2 separate regions of the Sus scrofa genome follow, and region 2 is linked to region 1. A link is a contact called in public Hi-C data. All regions are on one chromosome and are shown on one strand. Each heading gives the region's core, a stretch centred on a gene start, on an enhancer-like site or on the middle of the called end of the contact. The rest is flanking DNA. Distances are from core to core; before and after follow the strand shown.

What was found. A called contact is a pair of places that touch in the nucleus more often than the background predicts.
Region 2: a Hi-C map of liver shows a contact between it and region 1, with 2.5 times the contacts expected there. The contact joins two enhancer-like sites. A contact is called at or near these places in 1 of 5 promoter capture datasets (liver) and 2 of 47 Hi-C or Micro-C datasets (liver and skeletal muscle).

What each region holds. Positions count from the first base shown.
Region 1 is chr6:107,698,594-107,701,293 of Sscrofa11.1, forward strand. The region is part of intron 3 of LOC106510680 (a long non-coding RNA gene); the gene reads right to left. Among named protein-coding and RNA genes, the nearest start is that of RBBP8, 220 kb to the right of the region's middle. Within about 2 kb of position 1,323, at least 30 of the 83 cell types and tissues checked have an H3K27ac peak or open chromatin away from gene starts, as enhancers often do. A contact at or near this core is called in liver, where this site is marked.
Region 2 is chr6:107,753,099-107,755,798 of Sscrofa11.1, forward strand. The region is part of intron 2 of LOC106510680 (a long non-coding RNA gene); the gene reads right to left. Among named protein-coding and RNA genes, the nearest start is that of RBBP8, 170 kb to the right of the region's middle. Within about 2 kb of position 1,388, at least 27 of the 83 cell types and tissues checked have an H3K27ac peak or open chromatin away from gene starts, as enhancers often do. A contact at or near this core is called in liver, where this site is marked.

The DNA.
Region 1 (2,700 bases), core at 73-2,572:
GCCTTTTGTTTTTTTATTTGTCTCAAGAACCTAGAAGAGTACCTGGCACTCAACCACTATTGGTTGAATGAATTACTATATTTCAACCATAGTCAGCAACGTAGATAACAGTTAATTATTTGTAAACTAGGTAAGTCCTGCTACCAAAGTTAGGAGCTTTCTAGCAGAATTCCCTCCAGCCCTTCTCTTTCCTGGGACAACTCTGGCTTCAGGAGGGCCCAGAGAAGGTGAGCAGAAGAGGTCAGGGAGGAAGGGAGATGGACAGGAGTCACAGAACAGCCACCACACAAGACTGACCCTGTATTGATTATTGATTTGGTTTGTTCTCACTGAATGTGTCTATAAGATATGGAAATCCCTCGTCTGGTCACTGGTCAGCCCTGATACAGGGCTGCAGAATTACAAAAGACAAGGGCTAACCTTGTTACTGGCTGAGGAGGGCTCAACAGGCAAAAGTGACTTCTTCAGGGCCTTCTAGCACCAAGGACACGCCGCCCGCAATCTTTCTTCTCTGAGATTAACCTGGCCTGGAGCCACAGTAAACACTCAATCTCCCTTACAGGGAGGAAAGATTAAATATCTGATTAAAATTTTTGGCTGCTAATTTATTGAACTTGGATGGATGAACCGTTTGGAAGTCACATGACTTTCCCTGTGTGTCTGCTGTTGTTGTTCCACAGAGAGAGGTCAGGGCTCCGCGTGGGTGTGTGGGGGCTGGTAGGCCAAGGGGCCATCTTTGAAAACTTAGGGGCCAGTTCTTTCCCAGTTAGTTGGGGAATGTCCACATCGACTGTGGCAGTTTCTGTTTCAACCTCTCACTCTGTTCTTGGCGCTTGGTGGCTTTGGTTTGTCTCAGCCCTCCCCCGCCTATTGTTCTGAGCCGCCCAGCGAAATGATGTCATGGGCAGCTTAGAAGTATACAGGAAGTCTTCAAAGCCGAATGACTTCAATATACTTCATTCCGTGGACTCTGGCTGCTGGCTCTGGGTGGAAACCACACCCCATAGACCTGGGAGAGGCAGCCGTAGGATGACATCCTCTCTCCTCTCCTCCTGCCATTCCATTCTCTCTCTCACCCACGTGGCCAGGGCACCCACCCCTCACCTCCAACGGAAGGTCTTGGACAGAAGCCACCAACAGCGGCGGGAAGGGAAGCCAGAGGAATAGGAGGTCAAAGGGAGTTTCCTCAGAAAAACAGGGGCACGGGATTCTCAGGAGAACCAAAGGTCACCTTTACCAGCCTTTGGGTGATAGAGTCAATCAATTTAGCTGAGCTGGCAGTCATGGAAATGTCCCCAGAGAGGGCAAAGTGACAGAAACCACAAGGGACTTGCCTCGACTTGCCAGCTGCAGCCAGAGGGCTGCATGGAGACTGCTGCCCAGTGATTTGGAGTAAACAGGATGCAGTTTGTAACAGAATAATAACAAAAATATGCTCAGGGCTGTATAGTTTCCTCCGTGTGCCTTTATGTATATTCCTGTATGAGTCCATCACCAAAACCTTGTGAAGCAGCAGCCCTACTTTACCAATGGGGATCAAAAACAAAGAACAGAGAGAACTTTTTTACTTCTCAAGGTCACCAGCTCAAGGGTAGAACTAGAACTCAAGTCCAAATCCCATATGCTTCCCAGCCCTCCATTCTGTGCTCAAACTGGGGTCCTAGCCTCCTTTCCTCATTACTATTCTGCATAGAAATTGCCCCAAATTAGTCTTTGGCCAGCTATGGAGTTTGTAGTACCATTCCATCCTATGGAACTACTAGAACTTTCCTTTGCCCCCTGTAAATGACACAGTTTGTGCCTAACCCTGGTGCCTTTGCCTGTCTGTGTCTGCTCAACCCTCTGAGACTTTGGAGATAACTGCTTTCACATGTCCACAGACTGGCCCTTGCAAACTATGTCGTGTGAGCCAGTGAAAAGGTCTCTTGCTCTGGCTTTCTAGACTTCCAGTACAATCTCAGCATATGGTGAAGTAGAAAGAACTCCGACTTTGGGGTTAGAGTAAGCTCAGCTCCAGCAGCAGCTTTTACACTTACTCACTGTGAGACCTGGGAAGATCTCTCTGAGCCTACTTTCTTACATAGATATGGGAAATATTCATACTTGAGAGTTATTGTGAGGATTAAATGGAACACCTAATATACGGCACCTGGTACAATTGCTACATCTTAAATCTTACTTCAAATATTACTTTTTTAACTTACGCTTGGATGTAACATTCATTGAGGGGAGCTTTCTGTAATTGAATAACAAGCTTATTAATTAGAAAAATATTACTTGGCTGTTCACTAAGTCCAAAAAAAAGAAACAAAAGCAACATGACTTTGGTTACATGATGAAATAACAAAAGATATACTAATGATTAATCTGCAGAGTAAAATTAAAATTCTACCATTCGATAATAATACGTAGTAAAAAGAAAAAAAAGAAAAAGAGTCAGGGAAGAAAATGTATACTATTCATGTACTTGTATTTGTCAAGAAACAGTCCAACTTTTTTGTTGTATTCTCTAATGGTCGCATTATAATGAGGACACTGTCTTGATTCCAGATATCAAGTACCCCGGCTTACTTGGAGACATAAGTGAGTGTAGGCTGCTCTTCCTTAGGGTCCAACCTGAAAGCAGCAGAAGTCCCAAGCTCATGCAGGAGGAGAGCAGCACTGCTGTTAGACACGAATGGTATCCGGAAATCTGTTTAC
Region 2 (2,700 bases), core at 138-2,637, 55 kb after region 1:
TTCCTTCCCATTTCCTTTTCCTCCCAGTAAAAACAGGGAGGCTTTGGGTTTAAGCAAACCTAAACTTATTTCCTGACTCTACTTAAAACAGGAAAATTAATACCTACTCTACAGGAAAAAAAGAAAAAAAAAAGAAATAATGTGTAAAGCACTTGGTAGCCAAAAGATTGACTTCTTTCCATCCAGAAGACCTACGACTTAAAGCAACTTTTTTTTTTTCTTTTTTTCTTTTTAGGGCCGCACCCATGGCCATATATGGAGGTTCCCAGGCTAGGAGTCAAATTGGAGCTGTAGCCGCCAGCCTATGCCACAGCCACAGCAACACTGGATCCCAGCCACATCTGCTCACATCAATGCCGGATCCCCACTGAGCGAGGCCAGGGATCAAACCCACAATCTTATGGTTCCTAGTCGGGTTTGTTTCCGCTGCACCACAACGGGAACTCCCTTAAAGCAACTGTAATAAGCACTGTTTCTTGACTCTTGATACCACGCACCTCCAGTTTTAATCATATTGAACAAACCTACCTTCAAACTCTTCCATTAAATAGAAAATTATTCAACCTCAGTTTTTTTCTTTTATAAAATGGAGATAGTATGTTGTGTTTGGAATGGATAGGCAATGGGGCCCTACTGTACAGCACAGGGAACTGTGTGTGATTGGGCCACTTTGCTGTACAACAGAACTTGAAGAACTTGTAAATCAACTATACTTTAATAAATTAAAATAAAATAAAATGGAGATAATAATAGAACCTTGTTCATAGGGTTAGCAGAGCAGATAAGAAGGTGCATGCAAACACTTAACCTGGTGTCTGATACATAATAAATTTTAGCTAATAGAACTGAAATAATAGCAATAGCAATAACATTTCAGATATGTTCTAATTATCACTTTAACAAACACTTAGAGGGGCCGGCAGCAAAGTTATAAGAGTAGTTTGCCCTTCTTTCCTTCTTAGGTTTCCTTGGCTCTATTTCTCTCTCTCCCTTCCCGGGGCAGGTCTGTTTCAGTTCAGCTGCTGGCTGGAACATCTGGCAGGGTGCCCACCCTTGACGTTTTCTGTTTGGAGAGCCAACAGGGTGGGGAGTTGGGGGTTTGATCATCTTCACCACTAAGACACTGGAATCTGTTGAGTTAAACATTGCCCTACTGTTACCATCCCCTCCCTCGCTTCCTCCCTCCCTGTGAATGAATCTGGAAAGAATGAACCTGAAGTCTAACTTGAACAGCTATAAAACCTTTATGGTACGTGGGCTGCTCCTTGGGGAGTAGGGCATTAGCCTCCCTGTTCGTTCCTGGAGTAAACATAGCGCGTCAGCGTTTTCCCTAACACGGGGTCAATGTCTGAGGGAGCGGTGCTCTCGGTGCCTGGCACCTGCTGGTGTGGAGAGGTCTGTTGGCAGCAATACACTGCAATCAGCTTTGATGACGGCACTAAGTACGGAGCTCACTGCTCCAGTGCCTTTTAATTCCCCAAGTAATATTTATCCCATAATAGCACACCTCCAAGACTCTATACTTCTGCTCAATGCTCTACACTTACAGAATTCCTTAAGAATTTATTCCATGTTCTTGGGTAAGACTATATTAGATAATAGAATACACTTATGTGTTACAATATATTATATGGTACCCATGTAGCCAACATTAAATTCACACTGATTTTTTAAAAATCATCTCTGTGGAAAAAAACCCAAAAAGAACTTCTCTCTTTCTTGGAAGTGCATGCTGATTCTTGATTCAGGCTTTGGGGTTGCCCCACTGTCTTGTTTGATGTCACCCATAAAATGCTGGCTCCTTGATGATAACAGTCAGTCTCTAGACCCTCAGTGTATGATTTATTACAGGTGCTATCTTTGAAGGATTAAAGTTATGGCACCTTTCTATAACTGTTGACTATTTACCTGAAACTTTACCATTTGTGAAAGCAGGTCTGTAACCCTTTTTGATTCTATGGAAGGGATAAAGAAGAACAGAATTCATTTTATTGGAGGTCACAACTATTCTTCTTTCTCTTTGTTTCTAGCCTGTGCCCACCAAACAGTCATGTTTTATGCCCAGTAAGTACTTTTTCCCCAGTCAGTTCCCCAAAGGCCTCTCTGTCCACACAGCCATTCTCATCCCTATGACACATTCATTTGGATTCTACTGTAGACTCAATTAGACCACACCCTGGGTAGAAGAACTGTTAATTGCCTACAAGCATCAGGCCACTAAAAGCTAGTGACATCCAACAACTAGATATCCATAATGATTGATACATTACATGACATGATCTTGGGAGCTCAGTTTGGAGCCCTAGTGCCATTTTACTATCAAAGATGATGACATTGAGAAGTTCAGCCTCTTAACTGTGGTTACCTAATTACTACAGAAGCAGTGCCATAGTTGGGGCTAAAATGAAGACAGTAGAGAGAATCTCAGAAAAATCTCAAAATAGTAGGAGGAGGAGGAAATAGAAACAACCTTGGTTGGCAAAGGTAAAAATTACTCTGAACATTTTACATTAACAAAAAAACTTTAAAAATTCAATCCCTGATTACAATCCCGGTTTGATTTATTGTAGATTTGATTATAGTTCCTTTCTGCGATGAAAAATAACTGAGCTGGGGACTAATTTAGTCATCAAATATTTTCCATAAACAAGCCAAACCAGAATCTATGAGTATATTTCCTCTGAGGTGTGAGTTCATTGT